2 separate regions of the Gossypium hirsutum genome follow, and region 2 is linked to region 1. A link is a contact called in public Hi-C data. All regions are on one chromosome and are shown on one strand. The core of a region is the stretch at or near the end of the contact, and the rest is flanking DNA. Distances in the headings are between cores, read along the strand shown.

Evidence for each region. A called contact is a pair of places that touch in the nucleus more often than the background predicts.
Region 2: a Hi-C map of leaf shows a contact between it and region 1, with 1.7 times the contacts expected there. The contact joins the promoter of LOC107913583 here to the promoter of LOC107913584 in region 1. A contact is called at or near these places in 11 of 34 Hi-C or Micro-C datasets (anther, callus, hypocotyl and 2 more).

The regions. Positions count from the first base shown.
Region 1 is chrD11:47,192,429-47,197,151 of Gossypium_hirsutum_v2.1, forward strand. LOC107913584 (probable polygalacturonase) reads right to left here and starts at 1,729. Exons shown (of 5, transcript XM_016842217.2): 1 at 848-1,729. The coding sequence starts at 1,309.
Region 2 is chrD11:47,352,546-47,357,106 of Gossypium_hirsutum_v2.1, forward strand. It overlaps LOC107913583 (patellin-3), which reads right to left and starts at 2,616. Exons shown (of 4, transcript XM_016842216.2): 1 at 1,003-2,616; 2 at 779-903; 3 at 548-683; 4 at 1-379. The coding sequence starts at 2,202.

The sequences.
Region 1 (4,723 bases), core at 479-2,978:
TTCCCTATATCTAGTTTCAATTTTTACAAACAAATCACCTAAATTTGTTGCTTTAAATTTGAACTGAAATGAGAACAAAATATGCTTTTTTTTTTGGGGGGGGGGTCCTTTAGTTAAAGTTGCACATCGACACCACCCAACTTTGTTTCTCTTCTAAAGAAAAAAGGCTATGAGAAACAACAAATTCAAAGCATGACATACACAAAGTGAGAAAACCTAGCTATGTTTCTAAATTCTATTTGAACTTTGCACCACTTTCTATTCATAAAGTTGCTCTTTCTTTCACCTATCACAAGGTTCTTTTAATCCCTATTTTTCGCCTGAAAAGGGAAAGAATTCTTTGAGAAAAGCTAAGTACTGAGAGTAACCACCAAGGTTCGAGGGTTGTGTGGTAAGAAGCTCAATGTTCCTTAAGCAAAATCTTGAATTTGGGTAAGAAAAATGAAGAAACATCTTGAATTTGGGTAAAAAAAATGAAGAAACAATTCATGCAGGATAAACGAAGTAACCCACTCTATTTTCTCTTCTACAACATAAACTACGAAATAAAATTATATTTGACACACATTAATCGTCCAACTTAATTCTTCAAATTCAAATGCAAAACCAAAAAAATTAAACAACTTGAAACGGACAAACAAACAGAGATGATAAAGCATGAAGCAATGCATTTAAAACTTAAGTTTTCAAATTGATTTAAAAAAAAAAAAAGAAATTTAAGCTTTCAACTAGGAGGTATCATGTTCAAATCAACAATCTACAATCATCCAACTTCAATTCTGGAGAAGCCAAAATGAACCCATCAAATCAAATATATATGTTATAGTGAAAACGGAGCATTGCTGACCTGAGAACCTAAAATAACTGCACCGTCTTCAAGAAACAAAGTGAAATTACTGGTGAGATTAAAGCTTCCTGTTAACCACTTTCCTTTGGGCACATTAAGCTGACCCCCGCCTTTGTTACTTAAACGTTGCATGTGAACTATCGCCTTCCAAAATGCAGCCGTATTTGAGGTTTTCCCATCGCCAACTCCTCCGAATTCCTTTATCGACATAACATGTTTTCTCTCAGGAAACTCTCCCAACAACCCGGCGCAACTTCCGGGGTCGGGGACGGGTTCGGAGCCGGATGTGACGCTGGTTTTACGTGATCCAGTAACGCCAAAGAATTGGAAAGGAAGGATATCTTTTGTGGAGATTTGAAAAGTGAGAACAGCTACGAATGTAAAGAGAAGAATAAGGAAAACCCAATACGGTTTTTTCAAGTGAACCATTATCGCACCATAATTTGGTCTCTCAGGTTCCATTTTTTGTTGAAAAAGAAGAAAGAAAAAAATTGAATTTTTATTGCTCTAATTAACAAAATTAAAGATATTGATTGAAAAACACAGATGATATAGATAATCTTTAAGTAAAGAAATCTTTACCTTTCATGCATCACCAAAATTTATAAAAAAAATTTAAATATTAAAAAAATGTTAATGGAATTAGATTTTGATAGGATTTACATGCATGAAGAAAAAATAGTTATAAAAAGAAAGAATAAAACAGTGGGCTGGTTTCCTGCATACGTGAGAAAAAGAAGAATGGCGAAGGATGACAAAGCTAAATGCCGGCCTCGGCGTATATAGCCATTAGCCGCGTTTTAGCAAAGGCTCCTTAAAATATAAATAAAAATATATATATTGGAATCAGGTTTCGTGGGAAAAGGAGTTCCAATCACGAACTAACATGAAGAGGGAATGTATGTGATATATGTGGGCAATACGATAGATAGCAGCCACATACACTTTTGTCTTGAGTGTTATTCTTAGAGTCTCGTGTCCGTTAAAGAAGGTATGTGACCCAACCGATACCGCTCCTCGCGGGAATTCGTCCAAAGGTTGCTTTCCTTTTTTGTATAATATAAACAATTAAAATTAAATTAAATTAAATTGGGTGTGTGTTTTCGGTGCATATAAGGTTTTGTGTGAGCTTTCATCATTAAATCATGATCGTACACGTAGGGTAGGAATTTTAGGATTGATTCGTCGCCTCCACCAAGGTATGATTAATCCAGGTAAATTACACGGTTGATGATTGAATCATTAAGCTGTTTTTATTTTATTTTATTTTATTTAGATCCAATTTTTTTATTACAATGAATTTTTTATCACATCCATTAAATCATTAATGGAATGTCTCTAAACATAATATCAATTTATTTTTGGATAAAAATTGCAATTTTATTACTTAAAAGCTGCTAAAAAAACAACAAAACAACCAAAATCAAATGCTATACAAATTCAACCTAATCACTATAATTCAAAATACCCAATTAGAACAAAGACTAAATATTTACAGTATCACTTACCCATCAGTCTAATCTTAATTGTTTCTTTAATCTTTAAAGGCAGTGTATCTGCCATGAGCTCTCCCAAAAAACATTCCATTCTTTTCACACCAAATAGCATGGATATAATGGATGTAGGCATTCCATGCCAGCTTCAAAAGGCAAACAATAACGACTTCCCTTAGAGACGAGTAACAAAAAAAAGTCATCTCTCTTTTTTAAATAGAAATATTTTCTAAAATATTAAATTTTTTCATGATATTGGCGTAATAATTTATGTAATAATTTATGTATACTTCGTGCTAATATAACAATATTTTTTTATATGGTATGCTAACAAATAATTTAAAAATTATAAAAATATTATAAAAAGTAAAAAATAGGAAGTACATGTAGATTGTCATGTCGGTTGCTATGCTTAAAAATTTAACATTTTGGTCAATATTTCCATTTAAAAAGCAACAATTCGACTCTTTTAAAAAGTTGAGGGCCAAATTTAACTTTAAAAAAATGACCAAATTAACAAAAGATATAAAATTGAAGGCTAAATTTGACATTATATCTTTTTATCAACATTATTTTTTATATCACGTGTTGCATGTAAATATTCACGTTTATATTTTTATTATTTAATAAAATATTTTGATTTCATATAACTAATAAAAGAATTTCAAATCATAAATCAAGTAATTTTACAATATTTAAAAAAAGTATTTTATACAATATTTAAAATATGGACATAGTACATACCATACTTTTTATTCTTCAATCTCTACTTTTTCTTTTATCTCTACAAAATCAGTGTAAATAAATGAACGAGATCATCAATATATTAAATAATAATGTTATTTTTAGTTATACAATAAATTGATCATGTTGGCCTTTCTTATAATAACACCTCTTTGTATACTACATTTTTCATGTATATCTATTTTTTGTGTTTTTCCCTGATAATAGAATTAATCTAATTTTAATCAAGAAATAATTTAAAATAACATAATAAGATATTGCTTATTGATCAAATTGTATAGTTTAAATTATAATTAAAGTGTAATTAAATACATATTACTTCAACACTTATTATGAGTTTAAATAAAAGTAAAAAAAAATCTAGAAATTTTATATAAAAATATTAAATTCTAAAAAATAAAAAGTATTTTGATAATTGAGATTAAAGTTCAATTGAATATGTATGTGTACACTTATAATAGATACAATTAATTATGATTTTAATGTATTAAATTTGTTAAATTAAGTATTAATTTTTAAATATAATGTGCTATAATCAATGTATATTAAGAGGGGATGAATTAGTTTTTGAAAATTTTAAAATAAAGAGCTTAAGAAAAATTGACACAAATGATTTAGAGTGGTTTGATATCAAATGTCTACCTTTACTATTTAACTTACCACAACTATTAATGCACTCAATTGATATATTTTTTTTATTTTAATTAATTTTGGACATGAGTTTTACCTAATTTAACACTTAATCGATCTTTTTTTTTATATAGATATAATAATTGTCCAATGTGTTAAGGAACGAGTGAATATACAGATTGCATGAAAAATTTGACATGAGAGCTTGCATTGGTGCACAATACAAAAATTTTAAAACACTTATTGTATTTATTAAGCTATCTCTTTTTATTTTAAGATTTTATTAATTTAGGTTATTATTATATTATATAATTTAGGGTGTGAGAAAGGAGCATATGCGCACAACTACCTTTCTTTTAAACTTAAGCTCCGTTTGTTTCATTGAAATGACTTCCAAAAAATATTTTATGCATTTTCCTATGTTTGTTTTATGGAAAACAACTTGTAAATGGAAAATGACTTATAGGTCAACAGAAAATAAGTCATTTTTCTTGTAAAATGACTTACCCTTTTGAAAAGCATAAGTCATTTTCCAGAAAAGAGTTCTTGTGATTCTATTTTTATATAAAAATTAACTTAATATAACCTAAATATTATTATATTAATAATAAAATTTTATTTTTATTTTAAAAATATTTAAAATTAATAAAATATTAATATAAAATATTATAATTTTTAATATTATTAAGCATACATATTTAATTATCTATATCTAATCATATAATACAATATTAATATAATTTATTGTTTTAATAAATTATTTAATATTTTTAATTTATTTTAATAATAAATTTTAGAAATAATAATTTTAAATAATATTCTTCATATAACATTGGAAAATATTCAATATTAATATTTTAATAATAGATATTTATTATATTAATAATAAATGTTTTGTAGTATAAATGTTAAAATATGCCATAAGTCTATGTACTCTTAACTCTTAACATTGTTTTTTTTTGTCAATTTTGTTGATGTCATATTTTTAAATAAAAAATATTCGGTATTC
Region 2 (4,561 bases), core at 1,366-3,865, 160 kb after region 1:
GGAACATATTGTATGAACAAACCCCCAAAATTACATATAATAAACAACTTGGAAAATCGGAAGTAATGGCAAGACAACTAGAAAGATGGTTATATATGTGAATGCCTTGTGTGATATCCATTTCCTTGAATAAAACTAGTGAGATGTAGTAGGGTGGGAGCTTCTTCTTTTTGGAGGAGGGATTGTGGATAGTGAGAACAACTTTGCCAGCCTCGCCAACCTTGAAATTGTCGCACACCACCGGTTCCTCGGTAGAGGCAGCAACCTTCCTAGCCTTTTGGATTATAACTGCATAGCTGTTTTCACCACTGGGTACGAAATCAGCACCATAGTTCACACCCCATCCAATAACTCTCACCTCCCATCTCACAAGGCATGCCTGCACCAACAATCTCATCCAAGTCTTAGCCAGCCAATACCAAAGAAAAAGGGTGCAAAGGATACCCCTATTAATTAAATAATTATACAACTAGTACTACCCGAAACCCCAAGCGTTGTACATAGGATCCCATTGACCGAACGAAGAGACCAAGGAAAAGCGATCTACCTCAGTAACTGGAAACTCTACTGTGTGTTTTGCCGCTGGTTTAACAGTTATCTCGGTAACAATTTCGGTGGTGGCGAATTCACTGCCTTTGCTCAGTCCTCCATATTTGACCGGTACTTGTTCAGCAGTGATGTACCTAAATGTACAAAACATATTTGTTTCTTATATATAACGGAAACGTAGAACCATGGAAGGAGTACTGAAGAAACTCTACTTGATTTAGACAACAACCTGAAAAGGGTGTCCGCTGATTTGGAAGGGCCAGCAAAGACAAACTTGCTTTTAGTTCTTTGGGTCAAAAATGGATTTATCATCTTATTGACAGCAAGGTACCACCAAGGAACATTGATGAACACCTAAAAAACCAGCCAAAACGTCAATCATTCAGAACATAGGCAAGATCCAAGTTGCCTCCTGTTTGGTAAAAGAAAAACACTAAACATAGTAATCAATACCTGTCTGGCAACAAATTCTGGATAGTTGTCCTGGAGCAAATGAAGAGCCTGTTTGGTAGCTTGTCTAAGCACCCACTTGGCTGGTCCTGGGGAATTCTTTAAGTCATTGACTTGAACAATAGTACAAATTCCACCGGGCCTAAAATCTAGTTTCCGAATACTCTTTTCCAGGAATTGGATTCTCCATCTGAGGAAATTTTGCCTCTTCTCTTCATCCGAAATTTTTTTCTCGTAAAGCTCCTTGTTTCGGAACTCCCCGAACACATTATAGCACACCGGATGTCCTTCCTTGTCAAAACCATGCATAAATACCACCTTACTCAAATCATCACCCAGATCTTGTTCAACCAGCTCATCAATCCCGAACTCCTTTCTCCAAAGAATAGTGTTTTTCAGCATCACAAACGCCTCTTTCACCTTGAAATCTCTGGCTCTTAGAAATTTGAGGAGAATGACATCGCTCCTTTCATCTGCAAGAAGCGGTACGCCCCGTATGGATATCTCCTCGGGTGGCACCACCTTGTCCTCTACTTTACCACCTTTTCGTTCGTCTTCCGATTCCACATAAGCCTCTGCCTCTGCTGCAGGTTGAGCTGAAGAAGAAGGGACTGAGACAATGCTCTCTTCAATGGCTTCTACAGTCTTGGCACCATCGTCTTCCACGGTGTCAGAGCCAGCAGCTGCAGTAGCAACCTTGTCTTCAATGACCTCCGTTTCAACCAGATTGATACTATCTTCCTTTACCGGTGCATCATTAGTTTCGGCTACTGTTTCTGGTTTTGGTGGTTCATCATCAATAACCGCTTCGTCCTTTGCCTCCTCGTTGGAGGATTCTTTCTCATCATCCTCTTTAGGCACTTCTGGTTGTTGCCCGCCAAACTCATGCTTGTTAAGCGCTTCTTGAACAAGTTGCTTAAGTTGTTGTAACGCTTTCTTTTCATTATCAAGAAGATCAACCACCCTTGTGCTCTCTTCCTTGAAAGAACCCGACTGAAGAACATTTTCCTGATCATCACACCTGTGTTTTGACAAATGCTCTTCCATTAAAGCCTTCTCGACCGGCTTCTGATTTACGGATTCTTCATCAGTTTCAGCTTGAGGTGGTTCTTTCACAACTGCTGCAGCAGGTGGTTGCTGTGGGACGTCAGGGGCAAGTACCACCTGGTCAACATAGGCAGGGTTCTTTGTTTGGTCAGCCATAGCTAACAATGATACCAATAGGAATACAAATGGGGAAAGTGGGTTTATTGGAGAGTTCAAAGGGTGGGCGGGGGGAGACAGTTTTTAAAGAGAGGAGTGGGGTTGGAGTTCGGAGGAAAACAAGTTGTGATAATCATCCATATAAGGGAGCCAGTTGGGATTAAGTCTAAATTAGGGGACCCACCACGTCTGTCTATCACCTGTTTTACGACCCAACGGGAGTTAGCGTTACATTGATAGAAATGATGGATGGGCGCAGTTGAGGGTTTGGTTTGGGTGGGGTCTACCATTGGGCAGAAAATGAACCGTTGATGCGTTGGAAAATGGACACCTAGGATCCTCTGCATCTTTGTGTCTGTCATATTCTTCTGCGTAGCTGATCCAATGTGGGAGGTGTGACCTACTAATACAATCATTCACTTTTGAGATGGTATGAAATTGAAATATCTTTGAAAATAATATTTTCTTTACTAATTTAATGTTATTTTAACATTTTCATTTTAAATTTTAGTTAAAAAAAAGTAAAATTCAACATGATATTTTGATATTTATTTGACAATAAATTATTTAAAAAGATACAAATAACATAATATGTCAGCTCGAATCTATTCTCATCAATGTTGACATACAAAATTGAATTTCATTTGTAATGTTTGCCTAGGTAATTTTAATTTCATCATTATTTAAATAAATTCAATTTTTTTTGTGAAAAAATATATTCGATTTGATACTCGTTTATTTAAATAAATTCATGTATTAATTTTAATATCTTTATGTCAATAACAACACTTTGTCATCAATCAACTACATGTTAGTCTTAATGCATTATTGTTGTCCAAGCCCACAATAATACTTGACTAAAGACCTTTTAAGAATAATCATATTATTTTCAGGATATTATTATAAAACAGTTTATTTATATACCTAGAAAAGAAATTGAAATAATAATGTCAATGCCTTATATTAATAAACGAGGTAAAACAAATATGTTATTATAATTATCTCATGATTGATCTTTGGGCATACTCTAACAGTATATGCCTTCTCTGTTAAAGACTTAGAAAATTCTCTTAACATTAAATCGTCATCCAACCTAACAACTCCTAACGTCTCTGCGAATTTTATCAAATGCTCATGTGAATCACCATACTTGCCATTGAATTGCTTAAAATTAGGACTGGTGTAGTCCTTGGGGTCTGATTTGGTAGTTACCCTAGCAGGGTATGACAGTTTGAGATCAAATTCGGAGAAACTAAGGCTTTTGTTTTTTTTTTATTCTAACAACCTTTGAAGTTCTTTTTTGGTGACAAAACCCTAGGTTTTCAGTGGGTTGTGCCACCAAGGAGGATAATCCAAGTTGGGAGGTTGCGATGATATTTTTTTCCTATGGAAGCAGTCAAAGTGTGGGTGGCAGGTGTGTTGGTGTTTATGGTTTTGGTTATGCCAGTTGTCACAGGAAGCACAGGATTAGAAACATCGAATGTATTTTCTCCGTTTCCATTTTGGATAGGAGTGGCTCCAGTGGAAGAGTTTCCTACTAGCTACATGTGAGAAGGAATGTCGTTTGGAAAAGGTGTGAGTTGGGAGATAGTTTCCATCATCTTTTTTTTTATTCTCCTCTAATATTTGCATCTTTTTCTCGTTTGACTCCATTATCTTCATCAAGTCTCGAATGTTGATAACTCTAGAATATAAAGTTATCTTTAACACTTTTTAACATATAAATTATGCAAATTCTTAGTAGTTGATAACACTTTTTATAATTTCTATTCATAATTATGTATAATAAGAAATACTATAAAAATGTGTTATTTTAACTAATTATTATGTTAAACGCATGGTTTTTAATCTTTTTGAGGGGGTAATTAGACTCAGTGGGAAAAGAAAGCAGAAGTTCGCATGTTAATGCAAATGTCATAGCAATGCACAAAAAGAGTCGCAACATAGGACTAAAAGATTGGGCTTGGGAATGTACAGATTTGGATGTCCAATCTAGCTTTTTTGGACTTCAAAATTCATCTCAACCCAACTACGGAGTGGATCAACAAGCTTAGACAACCCAAAAGAGCCCAAATCGATCACTAGAAGAGAAGGAAGCTCAAACCATCCACCACATGCTCAAAACCGACCAAGGACTTTTTCTTTAGCTACCTCAACCACATGCCTTGAATTTAGGAATAACCAAATCAGCTTTGTGGAGATCAAGGGGTCAACACAACATGGAGAAAATCAAGGGGAAATTGATGCCAAAAATAGCAAGGGATGTTAGGGACTCACTCGTATAAATAGAGGCAAGCATTTGAGAGGAAATAGCACAAGCAATAAGCTAAACCCTTACCGAAAATTGAGAGCAACAAGT